Linked DNA regions of Mus musculus: regions 1, 2, 3, 4, 6 and 7 are each linked to region 5. The links are chromatin contacts, called in public ChIA-PET, HiChIP or PLAC-seq and promoter capture Hi-C maps. All regions are on one chromosome and are shown on one strand. The core of a region is the stretch at or near the end of the contact, and the rest is flanking DNA. Distances in the headings are between cores, read along the strand shown. Region 1 holds the start of Wfdc11 (WAP four-disulfide core domain 11). Region 2 holds the start of Dnttip1 (deoxynucleotidyltransferase, terminal, interacting protein 1). Region 3 holds the start of Snx21 (sorting nexin family member 21). Region 4 holds the start of Sys1 (SYS1 Golgi-localized integral membrane protein homolog (S. cerevisiae)). Region 5 holds the start of Elmo2 (engulfment and cell motility 2). Region 6 holds the start of Wfdc2 (WAP four-disulfide core domain 2). Region 7 holds the start of Wfdc10 (WAP four-disulfide core domain 10).

Region 1 (2,700 bases), core at 122-2,621, 650 kb before region 5:
CTTATACACAGACTATAGATTACACTATATACACTCTCTCCTGTGTGTGTGTGTGTGTGTGAGAGAGAGAGAGAGAGAGAGAGAGAGAAGATGAAATATCTCCTTAGAGGGAGGACCAGACAAGCAAAGGGAGGAGGGATGGAGAGGACCTGGAGGACATTATCAGCAAGGCCCAGGGAGAGATGGCTCCGTGGGTAAGAACACAGGCTGCTCTTCCAGAGGACTCAGGTTGGATTCCCAGCACCCACATGGCAGCTCACAACCTTTGAAAACTCCAGTTCTAGGAGGAATCTTGCTCCCTCTTCTGACCTCCATAGGTACTGCATGCACATGGTGCATAGTCAGACAGGCAGGCTGACCACTCACAGGCATGAAAATAAAAATAAATAAATAAATCTCAAAAAAAATAAATTAAAAGAGCAAGGTACGTGCTCGGCTTGGTGGCACACACCTTTAATCCCAGCACTCAGGAAGCAGAGGCAGGCCAACCTCTGTGAGTTTGAAGCTAGTCTGATCTATGAATGGAGTTCCAGGTCAGCCAGGGCTACATAGTGAGACCCTGTCTTGAAAATAAAGAGGGTGAGGTGCAATTTTATGTATGTATGGAAGTGTCACGGAGAAAGACAGAGACTTGATTTGATTTGTTGCCCTCATTTCCAAATACTTCAGTGAGTGTCTTTTACCAAAAGGTCATTCTCTTACATGGACATGACATATTTACCAACTTCATTGGGTCGGACATTGATAAAACAGACTACGATGGCATCTACCTTCAGTAATCCACCTTCTCCGGACAGCCAGAAACCTCTCATCTCTTATGACCTTGACATCTTAAAGAGTCAACTCTTTTTTTCTTTTTTTGAGACAATGTTTCTCTGTATAGCTCTGGCTATCCTGGAATTCACCAGGCTGGCCTTGAACTCACAGAGATCCACCTGCCTCTGCCTCTGCCTCTGAGTGCTCAGATTAAAAGGCATGCACCATCACTCTGTGGCAAAGAAAAATGTTTAAACCAGGTGTTCTTAATCTGCAGGTCTCAAGCCCTTTGTGGGTCAAATGACCCTATCACAAGGGTTGCCTAAGACCATCAGAAAACACAGGTATTTACATTATGATTCATCACAGCAGCAAGATTACAGTTATGAAGTAGCAATGAGTATAATTTTATGGTTGGGGGGGTCACCACAGCTTGAGGAGGAACTGTGTTAAAAGGTCTCGCATTAGAACCTCTGGTAAGCAAGCCCCAAATCACAGTCTCTACAGAGCCAGTCACAACCCAGGGCCTCCCTCTCTACCTACCTCTCAGCCAGAGGCGCTGATAACCACTTGGCTAGTGGCGCTCTCTCCTCAGTTCCAGGACAGTGGAACCTCTGCTCACAGAGCAAGTAATGACAGGAATAAATGTCGTTCATTTAGGCTTTGATCATGCAACTTTGAAGTGAGTCAGATCTACCTCAGATCTTAAGGTGGGTACATACAGGACCTCGTGTCTGTTTCCTGCTTTTCTCCTCGCTGCAGGCAGAGTAGGTCAAGCCAGAACAAGATGCACCCACCCGACTCCCTTCCCTATCACATGCAGAAGCCTGGGTCATGTGGGTGTGAGAGAAAGGTCTATAACCCTGTTTCTCTGAAGCAGCGTGGGATGCCTTTGTAAAGTCCCATCTGCCTTTCTTCTGATGTCTCTATTGAGAGCATCATCCTAACATGTCTCTTACGGGTTTTATGCCAGTGGGGAGGAATGACTCATCCAGGAGAGATTAGAAATCAGTATGTGCCATATATATATATCAATGTAAAATCTAGACTTGGAGGCTGGACAGACAGGTCAGGGATGAAGAGCATTTATCATCTTTAGTTTTGTATTTACTGTTCTTGCTTTTCTTTTGCTGTGATAAAACACCATGACCAAAGGCAACTTATGGGAGAAATAGTTTATTTTGGTTCCCGAGAAGTAGGAATCCAGGGCAGGAGGGCAGGGCAGCAAGCAGCAGGCATGCAGGGAGGACCAAGAAGCTGAACAATCACGACGTAAGTCATGATCTAACTACGCATTAACTAGAGAGGGACAACCAGAAGTGGGCGGAGGCTAAAAACTCAGAGCATCCACTGCTCTGAGCAGTGCCACACTCCCTCCAGCAAGGCCACATCACCCCAAAAACATCACCAAACAACACCAACAACTCGGCGGGGGGGGGGGGGGGGGGAGTGTTCAAATACATGAGCTCATTGAGGACACGGTCGAAGGCCAGCTTCGACACCACAGGGTGCATGGAGGAGAGGCCCAGAGTAGAGTCAGCAATTGACCACTCAGCAGACTTCTCTGTATGTTTGGGGGGTGGAGCAAAGAGTCAACAAGCAGGCTCCGACAACTCTATTTTTTTTTCTCCCACAGTTTATCTATCCCAGCAAAATCTTTCAAGTAGTATAGAATTACAATGTGATTAGGTCTATTTTTTTTCTAGTGAATGACGATGAGAAAACAGTATGTTCCCCAAAACCTTCACAGGAACAAACATTACATAGTACAGGTAAAGAAAACACATTATTCCCAAGAGCCCATATTCATTCATAACTAAGCAACTCGTTATAGATTAACAAAGTGTGAGCGAGCAAAGAAATTTTTCTCAACATGTTTTTCTTGCTGGCAGGCAGCAATTCGCAGTTACAAGGGATCGATTATTTTATTATTTATCTTCAAAA
Region 2 (2,719 bases), core at 185-2,684, 580 kb before region 5:
TCCCAGCACCCACAGGGAAATTTACAATTATCCATAACTTTATTTCCAAAGGATCCAATACCCTATTCTGACCTCTGCGGATACCAGGTACATAAATGATGTACATACATACATGCATACCAGCAAAACACTCATACACATAAGTAAACCTAAAAAAATAAAAGTGGACGTTGGAACATGGAACAAAACTGGCATTGTTGATTATCTAATATGTGTTTTATATGCAGTATTTTAATACATACAATAATATTTCAGAGGAAAAAGTCCTTAAGTGACGGTTGCTGGAAATTACTATTATATTAGAATAATTTAAGGAGTTACTTATACCAAAGTTTTAAGTGCTTTGCATAAAATAATCCAGCCCTAGTATCAACCATATGACGACTCTGGGGTCAATTTCCAACACGACATAAACCAAACGTGGACTGTGGCATGCCTGTGAACCGGCATTGTGGAGGTGGAGGCAGATCCTTAGTTACATGGTCCAGGCTGGAATACTTGAAACTGTGGACGAATGACCGTGCAATTAGTATGCAGGAGAATAGCGGTAAGCGATCCAGTCCCACAGCCAATGTTCTTAGCCTTTGGCTTTGAGACAGCTCTACACCACAGCTACTTCCTTCCTCGGTGTTGGGGTTATGTTATCACACCAGGCCCTATCCAACGTTAACGATCATATCACATCAGGTTGGAATCTAGATCTTTCCTAACACAAAATTCATATACGTTACACTACCTGCTTCTTGTGACCCGAGAAGAGTTATTTTATCACCCGTAACTGAATCCGAATTCTTTCACAGACAGCTTACCTCTCTGAGGTAGTGCTAAGAGGAGCTCTGGAGAACGCCACAGTTGTTAAACCTTTCATCCCCTACCTATCCCAGAATCAACCATCTAGGGGAGAGAAGGCCAGCTCTCTGCAACAGGACTAGTTCACAAGCCAAAACCCAACTTTCATTCTGATGCCTTTCGACACAAGCGGCAGCCCGCAAAGGCTAGTAGTATGGTGTTTAGGTGTTTGGGTATTTAGGGTGGCACCAACAACCCCTTCTTTTGTTGGCTTTCCCGGTTCCTGAGTCAGACTACTCCAATTCGGGGGAGGCTGTGCTAAGATTTCAGATGTTCCTGCGGTTTTCAAAGATTGAACTTCGGGCTGCCCTCATCCGAAGCCCCGTGCTCCCCCGCTGAAGTGTATGCTCTGCTGCCCTCACACCGCCCTCGTCCCTTGACTGAATGGCCCCCGAACACCCACACTCGGTCCCCAGCCGTTGTCTCCCAGGGGTCTGGAAGCCTCAACGTCGTCCCCGACACCAAAGACGAGGTGGCTCCTAGGCGGCAGTTCGGTTCCCATAGCAACCCCACGGCGCACGCGCGTCGCGCTTCCGGCCGGGTGGCTCGGGCGCTCCCGTGACGTCACGGCGCCGCTTTCCGGTGGCTGAGTCGAGCTGAGGTTGTTGTGGGCCGGGGGGCGCCATGGGGGCGACTGGCGACACCGAGCAGCCGCGGGGCCCCGGCGGGGCGGAGCGAGGTGGCCTGGAGCTGGGCGACGCGGGCGCGGCGGGCCAGCCGGTTCTCACGGTGAGGGCGCCCGGGCGAGGCCGGGGCTCGGGCCGGGCAGGGCCTCGGGCTCCCGGGCCCCGGGCCCGCGGGCGAAAGAACGCGGCGGCCGTGCGGCCCTGGGAATGTCGTTTTCTCAGTGCCGCTACAAGCTGGATTCAGATTGTAGCTAGGTGACGTGGGCCTGATGTGACACCCTCTGAGCGCCAGGTTTCTCTTCTGTGAAATGAACAGCAATAACCCGAGCTTGCTGGAGTTGTGGTGGGATGGGCTGATAAAGGCGGGTAGAACGCCCTGACTCGTCACCCGCCTCATAGTAGACCCTAGGTAAACACTGCTGCCCTTCCTCTTGCTCTTCCAGAAAAAGCGAGCTTTGGACATTGGTGACAGAAAACATTTTCCCAGTTCCTCCACCCTGACAGGGTCTTCCAGCCACTGAATTAATTCCCCTTCACCCCAAGGTGGGAGAAGTGAGAAGCAGGAACGTCTAGGTTTAGCGCCATACTCACTTTCTCCTCATCCTCACTATGAGAAGCCTCGGTGACATTTGCCCACTTGGTCCCCAACAGAACCCTTGGAACATAATGATAAAACATCGGCAGGTGCAGCGAAGGGGCCGCCGATCTCAGATGACCACAAGGTAAGGCTCGACCTGGGTGAGACCTGAGATCCAGTTGTGTGGACTGCAGTGAGTGCTTTGGGAACCCCACTGTAGGAGTCTGAGATCAACAGCCCGTAAAGAGCACAGGAGTGGGGAGGCTGTAACTTCCTGTCACCTTGTCAGGTCCACATCCTAACCAAGCAGGGAAGGAATGAACGTCTAGTCTGTCTCCGTGATTGAAGTCTGTAAGTCAGAGGATGTGAATTCAAGATTACAGACATCTGTTCTAATGCAGACTGAGATGTTTGTTAACACAAGCCTTTAGCTTTTCTTAGACTCTGTTTTCTCAGCTTTGACATGGGGCATCCAGCCTGGGGAAGGGATGGGCCTTGGGAATTCTTCTTGTATTTTTGACCTGGGATAGTGATAATCATTTATTAATTACAATACTTGGCAGAGGCAGGCAGACCTCTGTGAGTTTAAGGCCAGCCTGATCTATGTAGTGAGTTCCAAGACAACCAGACTACATAGTGAGACTCTGTCTCTAAAAAAGGAAAAGAA
Region 3 (2,711 bases), core at 96-2,595, 540 kb before region 5:
AATAAATAAATCGTTTAGAAAAATAATCATTACTGTAACTTCATCCTCTGAGACTGACATGTGACAGTGTATGAAATACTTACAAGACGCCATGAGTGCTAAAATCTGAGACCCTTCTGTTCAGTAAAGGCCAGGAAGGTCTTTCCGTTCATATCCTCCATCCCTCTCCCACGCCCTAAAAGGGGATAGGAGATACTTAATTTTGATACTGTCTGAGATAATTTTGAGGCAGGGTCTCTATTTAGTTCTGGACCTCAACAGTAAACCAGGCTGTTCTTGAACTCACAATGATCCTCCTACCTTTGCCTCCCGAGAGCCAGGGCTAGGATTAATGGCATGAGCCACAGGAGCACCACACCTGGCCTTTGAGATAACTTGTTTTATTGTCTAACTAGCCAAATCTGCCTGCTAGGTCTGACATGTAAGCCTTGGGACAGGGATCAGCAATCATTTTCCTGACTACTGCTACCCTGCAGTAAAAGATAAACTGCAGTTCTCCAAGAGAGTTATAGAGATTACCCAAGCAACCCCGCACGCGTGGGAAAATAAATCAGTTCAAGAGCTCCCACGCTAGAGATCTCTGACAAACTGGGCAACCTTGAACAAGTAACAGCCTCTCTGGATGTTTTCCTCTTTGACTACTTCCCCCAGGTTAAGTTCAAACGAAACTGGGAAGGGCTAGGTTTCTCACACAGGCACCGGACTGGGGTTTTTACAAGAGCTGAAAATTTAGTATGAGTGAAAATTTAGTATGAGTATTAGTATTCTTGTTTCATATGAGAAAACCTAGGCTGGACGAAACCGGATTTCAAGCTTCACTCAAGGGAGAGCCGAGCTCCCAAATGCCGCGAAATTACACTGTAAAGTTACATGGCACTGTATGGAGATTAGGGGTAAAGCTTGGGGCGGCCTCAGGAGACCAGGAGGGGTGGGCGAGTCCAAGAGGGGGCGCGGCCACCACGATCCGGCTGGGTTTCGGGGGAAGCCTTGGCCCGCCCGGCTGCCCTCCGCGTCCCTCCCGCAGGCAGCGGCTTGGGATTCTAACAGCTCCGGGAGAGGGAGCTGGCGGGGCGGAGGCGGAGCGGCGGCAGGAAGCAGCGAGGCGGCGCCGTGAGCTGCCTGGGCGGAGAGCCTCTTAAATCCGCCAGGCTGCTGCACCAAATCCCGGGAGCCCGCCCCGAACGCACTTGGGACGCGGTGGGTGGAGGCGCGTCCCGGCCTGCGGGAGGAACAGGGCAGAGGCCGGCCTCCCGCACGTCCCCAGCGGCCGCGGCCCGTGGGCGTGGCCTCTTGTGCCACGCCCCTGACACGCCCCCGGGTCCCTCTCCGGGCGGGGGTCCCCTCCCTCTTCAGCCCTGGACCCAGCGTGGCGCGCTCCCCCCTGGGTGCCATGGCCTCGCGGCTCCTACACCGGCTGCGACACGCCCTGGCCAGCGATGGCCCCGGGGAGGCGGCGGCGGGCCCAGAGGCCGAGCAGTTCCCTGAGAGCTCAGAGCTGGAGGACGATGACGCCGAGGGCCTGTCCTCCCGCCTCAGTGGCACCCTCAGCTTCACTAGTGCGGAGGATGACCCTGACGACGAAGACGAGGACGACGAGGCGGGCCTCGACTCGCCGCCCTCAGGAGACGGGGCATCGGGAGAAGACGCAGGCGAGTGCGGGAGGACAGACAGGAACCCCGGGGCTCGGTTAGGCCTCCCCGCTGGACGCGGTCCGAGGGCATCCTGAGTTTTCTCTCTGAAACTATTGACACTATAAGCTCTTCCAGACACGGTTTGGCTGTGTGACCTTGACTCACAACACTATGGGAATCACACCATCTCGGGTTTTTTGTAGATATTAAATGCACAGGACCAGGGAAACAAACGTGTGTGCTAGCTGCTTCGGGTGGAGGTTTAGCATCCACTGTAAGCCAGGCGCTGGGGTGAAGCACATCTCGCTTCTGTGAATGAGGTCATGGCATTTTGTTTACGTTAACTCTGGAGCTAGCCACCCCCATAATGACGGGTCATGTGCTTGTGCAGAACGAAGTCCCCCACCTGATGGACAACGGAGCAGTCAACTCCTGGCCCGCCAGCTGCAGGATTTCTGGAAAAAGTCTCGGAACACCCTAGTTCCACAGAGGCTGCTCTTTGAGGTGACCAGCGCCAATGTTGTCAAAGACCCTCCCTCCAAGTACGTGGTGAGTGAGGTTCCAGGAACCCTTGAGCAGCGAGTCTAGATGTCTAGCTGAGAGAAAGGAAATAGCACAGATTTTGGGGCGGGGGTCGTGGCCATGCAGTTATAAAAGGATGTCCTTATTTTACACCTGGGGGAACTGAGACCAGATGAGAAGATGGGTGTCAACTGAACACGTCCTCAGGCAAATGACTTAGTTTCTCTAAAACTGAGAATGTGGCCTTAGGAGTTGCCTCCTGTCCTAGTCTTGAGGTTACGAGAACTGATGTGTGTTTCTTTCTGTACCCTGTGGGTTTCTGTCAACCGCAGCAGGACACAGTATTGAGACCCAGTGGCATGGGTCAGGATTAAGGAAATGGGCTTTGGATCCAGACCAGTCTTGATTCACATCCCCTGTGTTTACCAGTGGCTTCCCCTTGGGTGGGTTCTGTGGCCTCAGTGGCCCCCAGTTTCCTCTTTTGAGCAATAGGCAATACATGGGATTATAATAGGAGGTAAATGAGGCCAGGCGCAGGGAAACCTTAGCATTGTCTGG
Region 4 (2,700 bases), core at 198-2,697, 870 kb before region 5:
GCTACACAGAGAAACCCTGTCTCCAAAAACAAGAACAAAAACAAAAGACAGTATGTTGCCCCTCTTCTCTGACCTTTAGTTTAAACATGTGTATAATGGGAGCAGAGGCCAAAAGAAAAAAAAAAAAGAGCCTGAAAACTCTGTACTAAAGAAAGAAAACACTGAGAATCTAAAATGAAAATAGTCATTTTTTAAAATGTATTATTTCCTTGGGAGTCCTTGGGAATTCCATGTGGGTCTGGAATATAGCAAGTTTCAGACCATCCAGGGCTACATAGTGAGACTGTAAGACCCCTGAAGCTGGGCCTCTGCTCAAGTCCCAGGATGAGTTGGCCAGCACCCCAGTGACCCGAGAGAAAACCACACCTGATGCAAACTGCAAGAGGTTTTATTATTAGGTAGCTGAGGATGAAGTCCCTCTGCTGTGCAGGGGCTGGGAGTTGACCCTGAGCGGTGACAGTAGGGGGCTTTTAACAGCTAGCTGGGGAATTGGGAGGAGTTGGGAGGAGAGTTCTTCTCTTCCGGGTGTCCTTGGTGAAATTTACAAGGCAGGAGTGGGGAGTGAGTTCTTTCTGAATTTTTATCTCCATGTCCTCGGCACAGGAAGGCAGGCATCTCTGGTTGTAAAGTATAGAAACAAAAAGGCTTTTTGCTGGCTATAGAGAACAAAGAGCTTCTTTCTGGCTGTATTTTAGAGATCGGGGGAAACAAGCTTGGGGAACGTCCAGGGGCTTTACCTTCCAGGGAGAAACGCTCTAAGTCGGGGTCCCACGAGACTCTGTCTTTAAAAAAAAAAAAAAAGAAAAGTTCCCTTTTGTTAAATTTAAATTGTTGCCGGGTGTGGTGGCGCATGCCTTTAATCCCAGAACTTGGGAGGCAGAGGCAGGCGGATTTCTGAGTTCGAGGCCAGCCTGGTCTACAGAGTGAGTTCCAGGACAGCCAGATCTACACAGAGAAACCCTGTCTCGAAAAAAAACAAAAAAAAATTTTTTTATATTGTTATCATTGTATTTCTATGAGTGTGATAGTCAGATGATAGCTTACAGGAGGCAGTCAGTTCTTTTCTTCCAACATGTGAGTTCAAGATATAAAATGGTCGTCAGTCTTGGCAGCAAGCATCTAGCCCTCTAACCATCTCACCATTCCTCAGTGAATGCTATTTTATTTTATTTTTTATTTTTTATTTATTTTATTTATTTTATTTTTAAAGTCTAGACCTTCCACCCCTTTCCCTCCTAGGAATGGACCTGCTGGATTTTAAAAATCTCCCTCTAGAGGGCGCGCAAGACCCACGGTTTTGTGCCTCATTTCCGTTTGCCTTCATCCTTCATCTTACGCATGTGCAGAGTTTATTTCCGGGCTGCTCGCAAGGGCCCCTTTGGATGGCGTGTAGGGTTCATCCACTGCGTCTGCGCAATGCCCCTCGGTTGCCGTCCCCGGAAGCTCTCCCTTCCCAGGAAGCCGTGGGCCGCAGCTATTCGGCCTCTCTAGGCCGGCGGGTCCTCCGCTCCATGGTCCTGTCTGTCAGCGCTGTGTCAGGAGGCCAGTGCCGAGGTCCGGTCGCGCTCCGACGCTTCGACCCTCGAGCCGGTCGCGGGTGAGTGAACCCGGGAGGAGCCCGGCGGTCGGAACGGGTGGGTCCGCCCGCCCCGCCTCTCCCACCCGGGAATGGGCTTGCTCCCGGGTCCCAGGCCCTCCTCCCTCCCTCCCGCGCCGTTACCAAGGCGACGGCCGGCCCGCCGGCTGCAGCTCCCTGTGTCTTCCCGCAGGTATCCCGGCGGCCGCGGGACGATGGCGTGGTGGCACTGACAGGCGCGGGCGGCTGCCGAGCCCCGCGGGCCGGCATGGCGGGCCAGTTCCGCAGCTACGTGTGGGACCCGTTGCTAATCCTGTCGCAGATCGTACTCATGCAGACCGTCTACTATGGCTCTCTGGGCCTGTGGCTGGCGCTGGTGGACGCGCTGGTGCGCAGCAGCCCGTCCCTGGACCAGATGTTCGACGCGGAGGTAAGCTTAGCGGAAAGGAGTGGGGTTTTGTGGTGGGGCACCGCCGAGCTCTAAATCCGGCTGGGCCAAGTTCTCATTTTGTGGACACTTTTTTTTTTTAAGAAGGGATTTCAGTGTGCGCTCCCCGCGCGACCCCGGTGCCCATCTGTAAAACGGAACGACGAGAACAGGGAAGGAGATAGAGTCTAGGAAGCAAAGTAGTGATCTACAAAGTTCACGCTCAGGAACTGCGCGTTCGAGATACAAACAAGCAAAATCTCATAGGGTTTTAAAGAACCTTACAGTGTTGTGTTGGCTGCCTATGCGCTTAGCCTCGTAGCCAGCTCCGCAGCTTGTGGCTAGAGGTTGAACACACATGGCAGATACTACAGTCAACAGACTTGTGTCCCGGGCAAACATGATGTCTCTTTCTTGAAACCCTCTAGAAAAATGACTTCCTTTCTCCCAGCTGAGCTTGTCAGGAGCCACAGTAAGAAGAGGGATAGACAAAAGGGCATCCGTAATGATGAAGTGGAAACTGTTAAGACTTGGTGTCAGATAGGTCCCTTTAAATTCCTCTCTGCCCTGTGACTTGGGCAAATGTTTCCTCTCCCGTCTGCAATATCACACTGTTGGTACGAGGTGGTGAACTGTTCAAAGAGCCTGCTGTGCTTAGGGTCCAATCTAGCTGAGAGAACTTGAAGAGTTGTTTTGC
Region 5 (2,725 bases), core at 176-2,675:
AGCAACAGACAAGCTGGGCATGGTAGAACATGCCCTTAATCAGAGGCCAGCTTGGTCTACAGAGATTGTTCCAGGACAGCCAGGGCTACACAGAGAAACCCCTTCTTGAACCAGCCCTGTCTCTTTTGCTCCAAACGGTAGAATGAATCTGGGCAGGTAAACTCTTTTAGGATCTTTGCTATTTTTAATCTGTAAATGCAAATAATGATAGTCTCCTCAAAAGACCACAACTCGAACTAAACGCCCTCACATTTGCACACTACTGAGCACTTCACAGCCAAGGCAGCCACCCTAGCAATGTGGTTACTGACCGACCACTTGACAAATGGCTGCCGTGCTTCTTCTGAGAAGCAAGAAGTGCTGTCCCAAGAGTGAGGCACACCAGAGCTCAAGAAGTTAGCACACACACACACAAACAGTCAACAACTCCATTAACGTGATTTTACATTGGTTATGTGAATTCCTAATTATAATCTGAAATGTATTAACTAAAGCATGAGTAAATTATTCCACTTACATATTTTACATTCCTGAGATGTGACTGTTAGAAAAGTTTAATTAACAAATGTGACTTGCATTATTTCTCTTTTGGAGAGCCCAGGTTGGCCTAGTGCCCGGCACACAGAAAGCATTCCAAAAGGTGGCTTCCACCCACAACAGATGGGATGTCAGGGGCTGCGGCTGCATCCCCCAGGCAAACTCTAGCCCTTCGTTCATTCATTTAGTAAACATCTATAGTGTCTGGCCTGCTGAGACGCTGTGGGTGCATGGAGCAACATCAGGTAAGGTCTTCTTCCTCCTGGGCATTCCTACCTGCTGGGACAGGCAGACGTCAATCAACACTTTCAAACTGTTGAAAGCTACTGATGTGTAGGGACACCAGAATGTTCAGAGTGTCGCACCAGGGTCAGAACTCGGGACCCCGGAAGCCTTCGGAAGGAAGACTGGGAAGATGAAAAAAAGTTTACTAGACTAGACGTAGGGGCGGCGGACTCTGAGGGTGGCCAGAGCGAGGGATGGAGAAGGAACAGAACCAGGCCGGGAGCAGCCTAAGCCTAGGGAGGGCGGCGAAGGACCAGATCTGCAGGGCCCGGAAAAAGGGGAGGGTGGAAACCAGCACCGGAGCACCCCGGGCATTGCAATGCTGCGGGAAGAAGCGAATGAGAGCGGCCTGGACCGAAGCCGGGCAGTGGAGAAGGAAAGAGGGCCGGTACCGACCGCAGGGGGATTACCGGATCGGCACCGTGCCCGGGCTTGGAGGTCGGGCAGACGCTGCCCTCCGCCTCAACCCCAACCTCGGTCCCCGGCTCCCAACCCTCAACACTCTGTCTCTCTGCCTCGAGCCCCGAGCGTCCCTCACTCACCCGGCACCCGCCGAGGCCCAGCTCCGCGCCCGCGTCCCGCCGCCGCTCCACTGGCCCCGTCTGCCCCGCCCTCCTGAAGCCCCGCCCTGCGAAGGGCGGCCCGGGCTTCTATTGCTCCGCTTTGCTGTCAAGATGAAAAGTCTCGCTTTCACTGGGTTGTTTGTCTGTCAATAAAAGGGAGGCGGGCCTAACTGAGGGCGCGGGCTGGAGCGACGCCGGCTGGCCCCTCCCCTCCGCGGAGGCCTCTTAAAGAGACAGACTACCATTCTTCTGCAGGCTATTGGGTCTAAAGGAACGTGATTTCCCAGCAGACACTAGAGGCTGCTCCCCACCCAAACTTTTTTTCTCTTTTATTTCTGTACACAGCCTCCGGGTGAAGGAGGTTGGAGGGGCGGGGAGGGGGCGCGCTCTGGGTCCTTGAGACCCATTGTTGTAAGGAGCAAGCTATCCTCTGGTGATGCTCACCTGATCCGACTCAACGATGGGAATAGCTGATTTAGGGAACTGAGTGGGAGGTGACAGTCGTGTCAGAGGCTATGAGCAGCCGCGGCTGCTCACTACGGAGATGGAGCTAATTATACCGGCACCCAGGGCTGACCGTGGGCGCTGAGCAGAGGCAGAGGGGTACAGCTCAGCTGTGCTGTTGGTAGGGATCCGTGGGAGGTGGCGTTCGTCACCGCACCTGCGGATCTAACAAGGCCGGGCACAGCGCCAAGGACTCACTCCTGCCATCTCCCTTAAAGCTCACAGCAGGCTGGTAGGGAGGGCTAGTATGCGATCCCCAGTTGCAGAAGAAAAGACTAGGGGTCTTATGGGACCAACTAACTATACAACCGGTGACTATACAGCAAGACGCTATCTCCCTGTTTAACTCCAAATTTTGTTTTTTTTAATCATTTCTCTTAGCAGATCCTTAGGACAATGCCAGAAGACAGACATTTTGTTATCCATTCTGTAGAGACTCGGCTGGCCGCTCAGCAGAGAGATGGAAATAATGGCTACCTTTTACTGTCTTTGAAGCAGTTTTACAGGCACAGTTACATTGACTCCTGCAATTGAATTGAATTGAAGCGGATTCTTATCAGCTGGTGAACAGGATGGTGCCCAGGAAGCAAAGCTCCCCTCCCACAATCACAGTGCTAATAAGGCCTGTGCAGGGGCCGGCCAGTCACACTTCCAATAGGTTCACATACTGCCTGCTTCCAGCCAGTCTCTGTCTTTGTTTTATCGAAAGCCACCCAGGATAAAGCATATGGCCGTGTTCCAAAATAGCTTTACGCTGGAACATAGGGTAGCCACCCTTGTCTGCAGCACCATTCTGGACCCCAGGTCCTTTGCTGCTCTGTGGGAGCCTCATACGA
Region 6 (2,700 bases), core at 4-2,503, 760 kb before region 5:
GGTGAGGAATTTATTATGGAAGCCTATACAAATCCAAACAGGGAGGTTCTTAGAGAAAAGTCTATTCCTGCACATGCCCAGTGTGGTGGTTTGAATATGCTTGTCCCAGGGAGTGGTACTATTTGGAGGGGTAGCCTTGTTGGAGGAAGTGTATCACTGTGGGGGTGGCCTTTCTCCCTAGCTTTCTGGAAGTTAGTCTTCTCTTAGCAGCCTTCAGATGAAGATGTAGAACTCTCAGTTCCTCCTGCACCATGCCTACCTGGATGCTGCCATGCTCCCACCCTGATGATAATGGATTGAACCTCTGAACCTGTAAGCCAGCCCCAATTAAATGTTGTCCTTATGAGAGTTGCCTTAGTCATGGTGTCTGTTCACAGCAGTAAAATGCTAAGACACCCGGTTTGCGCTGCTAAGTTTTACCTGATAATAAAGGGAAGGATATCCTGAAGTGCCAGCGTTGCATAGTCACCACCATAACACTCTCTCTGTTATGTGTCATTTGGTAGGCATCTGGAGGAAACAGAGCCTGGAGGAAGAAATGGAGATCCAAAAACTTTAGCCTGGAACTTCGGTTGGGGACAAGCCTCTGAAGTGGTCCAGCCTGTGCATCACTCTCTAGTCATAGTAGTGAAACACTCTATCCTGCCCCAATGGACTGGGGTAAGAAAAGGCAAAAGAAATGCCCGAGAGAGCTGGAAATTGCACGGGTGTTGCTCCTTCCTGGATGTGTTCCTTGTCAGCTGGCTTCCTTTGTTAATAAGTCTTATTTCTGTAGCCTCCACTACACCAGCCTCTACTAATCCTTGAACAGGGCTCTGCATGCTGTGGTTCATCTGGCCCCAATCTCAGCCATTTAATCCCCAGCATCTTTTGCCTCCTTTTGGCTCCATCACTGCAGCCTTGCCGTTTTCTCCTTAATCTTGGACTCCTGGGGAGTCAACAGACTCTTTAAAACTGATCCCAGGGAGCTTTCAGCTCTCACTGCCCTGCCTTGCCCTCAGGCCTTAGAAAGGTAGGAAGAGAGGGAGGGGTGGACAAGTGTCCGGCTGCAGCCGGCTTGGAAGCTGTCTCGGTTCCTGGTTCCCACCAGAGCCAAGAATGACACCTGATCCAGGGGGATTGTGAAATGGCGTGAGGTGGCAGGGCGCCCGCGCTGCCCGCTGTGCTTCCTACCCGCCTCCTGTACCCCTCACTCGGCCCCGCCCCCCTCCCCGCGCGAGTGCTTAAATCCCCCCCATCCTGGCTGCAGGTCACACCTGCACCATGCCTGCCTGTCGCCTCTGCTTGCTGGCCGCTGGCCTCCTACTAGGGTTGCTACTGTTCACCCCCATCTCAGCCACAGGTGAGTGCAGCCCAGAGTGCCGGAGTCTCAGAAGCCGGGGTTCTGGGACTAAGGTGAGAGGCCAGTGAATATTTAATTTTTGCAACTCTGGGGCCTACAGCTAGTTATCCTTGAAGCTTAGGGTCCGGGGAATGTACTGGGAAGGGGGGAGGGGGAATCAATGAAGGCTTAAAGTTGGAAGGGCGGGGGCTCTCTCAGCTCTGAAAGCAGAGACCTGATGAAGAGGAGCGGGAAACTCCCGGGATGGCGGAAGCTTCCAAGCAGAGGCTCAAGTCCCAGAGGACTGGGGACTTTGAAGCCAAGCATTGGGGAGTTCTCTAGTGTCAGAGACCCCTGGCTCGGGGGTGAGGCTCTCTGGGATGATATTATGGGGGCCCCTGGGCCAAAGAATCCGAAATCCTTGGGGTTGAAATTTGGGGATCTCGGAGCAGGGAGAGGATATGCGGGTGGGACTGGGCTCGGTTCTCCCTGACAAGTCTCTGCTCCCACCCACCCATCCCAAGGCACCGATGCAGAGAAACCCGGCGAGTGCCCCCAGCTTGAACCAATTACGGACTGTGTGTTGGAGTGCACTTTGGACAAGGACTGTGCGGACAACCGCAAGTGCTGCCAGGCGGGCTGCAGCTCTGTCTGCTCCAAGCCTAATGGTAGCCCCGGGGTGACCTGGCGGGGACAGGGCGGGGTTGTGAGAGGTGGGAGCGGCCCGGGTTTGGGTTTGGCGAAGAAGGGCATCCCAGATCCAGGGAGCCCGAAAAGCGGTGGAAACCCGATCCACACGTGCCTCCCTTGTCTGGCCTGGGGTAAATGCGAGGGACAAAGGCGTCACAGAGGCGCGGCCCAGGGGAAGGAGCCCCCCTCCCCCCCATTCCTGGCTGGATTCGATTCTCTGGTGCATGAAGGGCTTCCGGGCACGCACAGCGAGACTTTGTTCCGGGACCTGAGAGCAGTGGCTTCCTAGGCTGGAGTTGGAGGGCAAACCCTGGGTGGCGTCAGTGCCGGGACCCGAGCCTTAGGGACCTGTTGCCCCTTGGGGTTCTTCCCGCAGGGCCCTCAACGGTCTGGCCTAGCAAGACTCAAGATTTGTACCTGAGGGAGGGAGAAATCTTTTGCCACATCCTAAGGTTGTGGAAGTGAGCCGCCAAAATAAATGTTCTCGCACAAAGTTACACCGCCATCCTGTGGCTGGCAGAGGTTCCGTTTCTTTCTTTGACACTGGATTTTCCTCTTGTATCTTTATTTCCACAACCTTTAGGACCGAGCGAAGGAGAGCTCTCAGGGACAGATACTAAACTCTCAGAGACTGGGACTACTACTCAATCAGCGGGCCTTGACCACACTACTAAACCACCGGGAGGTCA
Region 7 (2,700 bases), core at 117-2,616, 670 kb before region 5:
CTACAGGATTACAGGTGTGTGTGTGTGTGTGTGTGTGTGTGTGTGTGTGTGTGTACACTGGTGCTCTGCACAGTATATGCTAAGACTGCACACACTTGGCCAAGGAGGACGAACCGTACAAAGACAGAGCTCGGGGTTTGGAAGCCCCAGTGTGACAGTGTGGGAACACACTGAGGGGAAACTGATGAGGAGGAAAATGGTACCTGCTGTGGTTTGTAGTCTGTTCCCCAAAGGTTCCTGTGCTGGAGCCGTGGTCCCCAGAGTAACAATAGTAAGAGGGATATAACCTTTAAGAGGTGGGGCCAAGCCGGAGATATGTAGGTCCTCTGGTATGCAGAGATGGGGGTGTGGGGCATGAAGGTGGGCATATTGGGGACTGAGAATTCAGAGGCAGTGGGTGGAGAAGGTTGAGAACGGATAGGATCAATACACATTATACACAGGTATGAGGTTGTCAGAGGATAAAGAAAAGATATTTTAAAAAGCCAGGAACAAAATTTCAGAGTCTTTACGGTGCTGCGGATGGATCTGGATGTGCAGACTGTAACCATCTCCTGGGCACTCCTCAATCCCTGCTCATCCCTTCCTTGCCTGCTGCCCACAGCCCCACCTTGCTCAGCCTTGAGCATCTTGCAGAACATCGTGAATTAGGACATACATGATGGTGTGTGTGTGACATAAGTGAAATCACTGACGGAAAGGCATCTTGGGAGACGGTTACAGGATTAAATAAAAAGGGCAGAAGATGGGTCTGAGCCAAAACGAGACTCTGTGTGGCGTGCCCGGGGAAACTGAGATAATAGCGAACCAGGATCGAGGCTGGAAAGGCGGCTCGGTGGTAATGAGCACCTGCTATTCTCGCAGAGGACGGGGGTTCAGTTCCCAACTGTGGATAATGCTAGTTCCAGGGGATCTGATGTCCTGGTGTCACGTGTGGCGAGCACGCGCGCGCGCGCACACACACACACACACAGACACACACAGAGTAAATCTTTTTAAAAATGAGTCTATTTTATGGACACTAGAGGTAAACATCAGAATTCCTCACCAACCCTAAGACTCACAGCTTCAGCTCCAGACAGCCCGGCAGGACCCTGAGAGCCTTCTGTTTCTACCAACAATCCCGGCTCTGGCTCACAGACATTTGCCTCCAGGTCAGCTTTATCTGCAAACACTTTACTCAATCTCCTGAGCCCTAAACTATATATATCGTGAGGAAATTATGTTAGCGCGAAGAGGGGGCTGAAAGAGATCTCGTTTATGAGAAAAGCCACAGAGAAAAAGGGCAAGGGGCAAGAAAAGGGGAAGAAACAGGACGGCTACTGCTCTGCCCTGATTTGGCCAGCAGAGGCAGTAGAGAGGCCCCGTCCTGCTGTGGGAAAGTCTGCCATCCAGACTAGATCTGAGCTCACCGCCTGGGTCGCAGTTATGCTGTCCAGGAATCTGCTGCTCTTCCTTGGTGTGCTGTTGCTGCTTTCCCTAGCCGACGGAGGGGTCCAGCGAAGGCAGAGATATGAAGGTAGGTGGTTGGATGAGTAGGGTTTGTGGGTAGCTGGCAAGGAGCAACTGAGAACAGACCCAGAAGGGATACGACTGCATACTCTGCTCCGCAGTACTGTCCTGACTCTGGGTGACCACGGCCCCTCAGCTATGGTTCCGGACACAGTGATAAGGTGCACAGTGAACGTGCGATTCTCACCCTTTGTTCCAAAGATTCAGAAACAAACGGTGATGGAAGGGGCCCCATGGTTGAAAATCCAGGGGGCAAACTTTCGTACTTGGGAGGGCTTAAACTCTCAGAGGTGTTCAGTGGGGAAGAGGGGTGTAGAAATGGGCATAGGTGCAGAAACCAAAACATTGATCATGAAAGAGGTAGGGATGGAGTTGCCACCTGGGGTGGGGGGTGGGGGTGGGTAAAAAGTAAATGATGAAGAGGACAGAACACTTCACTAGACAGCAAGACAGCAGAGGAAACAGAGAGGCTGGAGGCCGATTTGTTAGCCTCACGGACCCTGAGAATTCTAAGGAGCTGAAAGGGTCCGTGAACTACCTCCGGTTTCTATGAGCCGGGTAAGAATACACATTTCACAGAGATGGCGCCATTGCGGCTCTTTCTACTAGGAGAGATTGGTCGTGGGTGTAGGTATGAGGAAGAGGAAGAGGGGACCCAGACACGAATAGCTATAGGGAGGTGGTGAGATTATCACGGGGCATGAGATTTAAAACACAACTGATCAGCAGGACTGAGCACAAACAGAAAAGTTGCCTGGGAAAATGCAGGCACAGCGGGAGTGTTCAGCACACTGCTGGAACTTTAAGCTCAAGAGGGATTCTCTCCAGGCAGCCACTCTGCTCACCTACCTGACCGTCCCCCTTTTTGTAGCACCAGTTCACACTGAGATCAAGGAGTGTGAGGGGAAGCCCAAACGGTATCTGTGCAGCCGCCATTGTGAAGCCCACCAAGACTGCCAAGCAAATAACATCTGCTGCTCCGCTGCATGTGGCAATGTTTGCGTGAACCTGTTGGATAAAGACGTATGGGAGATGCCTGTCACCCCTCCCTCTGACTATGTCTACCCAGAGAGTGGGTCCCCGCCCAGCTTTGAAGGAGATATGATTCTGCCTGGAATTACCTTGTCATCTCTCACCACTGCTGTTACTAAATAAACAAGCACCTGCCTCCTTCATATACACTCTTAA

What was found. Promoter capture Hi-C pulls out the DNA fragments that hold promoters and counts their contacts. ChIA-PET counts read pairs in DNA pulled down with a chosen protein or histone mark. HiChIP or PLAC-seq counts read pairs in DNA pulled down with a chosen protein or histone mark.
Region 1: a contact with region 5 is called in a FOXA1 HiChIP or PLAC-seq map of pancreatic cancer cells. The contact joins the promoter of Wfdc11 here to the promoter of Elmo2 in region 5. A contact is called at or near these places in 2 of 39 promoter capture datasets (liver and pre-B cells) and 1 of 115 datasets of contacts at active chromatin or transcription factors (pancreatic cancer cells).
Region 2: a contact with region 5 is called in an H3K27ac HiChIP or PLAC-seq map of cardiomyocytes, with 3 times the contacts expected there. The contact joins the promoter of Dnttip1 here to the promoter of Elmo2 in region 5. A contact is called at or near these places in 2 of 39 promoter capture datasets (liver and pre-B cells) and 1 of 115 datasets of contacts at active chromatin or transcription factors (cardiomyocytes).
Region 3: a promoter capture Hi-C map of pre-B cells shows a contact between it and region 5. The contact joins the promoter of Snx21 here to the promoter of Elmo2 in region 5. A contact is called at or near these places in 8 of 39 promoter capture datasets (the 3T3-L1 cell line, 3T3-L1-derived adipocytes, the HPC-7 cell line and 4 more), 3 of 115 datasets of contacts at active chromatin or transcription factors (bone marrow-derived macrophages, large pre-B cells and pro-B cells) and 3 of 9 other capture datasets (adipose tissue, liver and macrophages).
Region 4: an RNA polymerase II ChIA-PET map of memory CD8 T cells shows a contact between it and region 5, with 8 read pairs. The contact joins the promoter of Sys1 here to the promoter of Elmo2 in region 5. A contact is called at or near these places in 1 of 39 promoter capture datasets (liver) and 1 of 115 datasets of contacts at active chromatin or transcription factors (memory CD8 T cells).
Region 6: an HNF4G HiChIP or PLAC-seq map of pancreatic cancer cells shows a contact between it and region 5. The contact joins the promoter of Wfdc2 here to the promoter of Elmo2 in region 5. A contact is called at or near these places in 2 of 39 promoter capture datasets (liver and pre-B cells) and 1 of 115 datasets of contacts at active chromatin or transcription factors (pancreatic cancer cells).
Region 7: a promoter capture Hi-C map of embryonic stem cells shows a contact between it and region 5, with 2.8 times the contacts expected there. The contact joins the promoter of Wfdc10 here to the promoter of Elmo2 in region 5. A contact is called at or near these places in 6 of 39 promoter capture datasets (the 3T3-L1 cell line, embryonic stem cells, liver and 2 more).

What each region holds. Positions count from the first base shown.
Region 1 is chr2:164,672,716-164,675,415 of GRCm38.p6, forward strand. Wfdc11 (WAP four-disulfide core domain 11) reads right to left here and starts at 1,372. Exons shown (of 5, transcript NM_001161806.1): 1 at 1,300-1,372.
Region 2 is chr2:164,744,581-164,747,299 of GRCm38.p6, forward strand. It overlaps Dnttip1 (deoxynucleotidyltransferase, terminal, interacting protein 1), which reads left to right and starts at 1,435. Exons shown (of 13, transcript NM_133763.1): 1 at 1,435-1,578; 2 at 2,127-2,197. The coding sequence starts at 1,474. It also overlaps a transcript of Wfdc3 not described here.
Region 3 is chr2:164,784,676-164,787,386 of GRCm38.p6, forward strand. Snx21 (sorting nexin family member 21) reads left to right here and starts at 1,346. Exons shown (of 3, transcript NM_133924.3): 1 at 1,346-1,649; 2 at 2,023-2,180. The coding sequence starts at 1,391.
Region 4 is chr2:164,459,524-164,462,223 of GRCm38.p6, forward strand. It overlaps Sys1 (SYS1 Golgi-localized integral membrane protein homolog (S. cerevisiae)), which reads left to right and starts at 1,448. Exons shown (of 4, transcript NM_025575.3): 1 at 1,448-1,597; 2 at 1,770-2,006. The coding sequence starts at 1,845.
Region 5 is chr2:165,325,054-165,327,778 of GRCm38.p6, forward strand. It overlaps Elmo2 (engulfment and cell motility 2), which reads right to left and starts at 1,426. Exons shown (of 21, transcript NM_080287.2): 1 at 1,365-1,426.
Region 6 is chr2:164,561,463-164,564,162 of GRCm38.p6, forward strand. Wfdc2 (WAP four-disulfide core domain 2) reads left to right here and starts at 1,254. Exons shown (of 5, transcript NM_026323.2): 1 at 1,254-1,342; 2 at 1,846-1,989; 3 at 2,595-2,700. The coding sequence starts at 1,264.
Region 7 is chr2:164,654,680-164,657,379 of GRCm38.p6, forward strand. Wfdc10 (WAP four-disulfide core domain 10) reads left to right here and starts at 1,367. Exons shown (of 2, transcript NM_001039501.2): 1 at 1,367-1,519; 2 at 2,384-2,689. The coding sequence starts at 1,429. The coding sequence ends at 2,667. Wfdc9 (WAP four-disulfide core domain 9) reads right to left here and starts at 287. Exons shown (of 4, transcript NM_001160414.1): 1 at 204-287.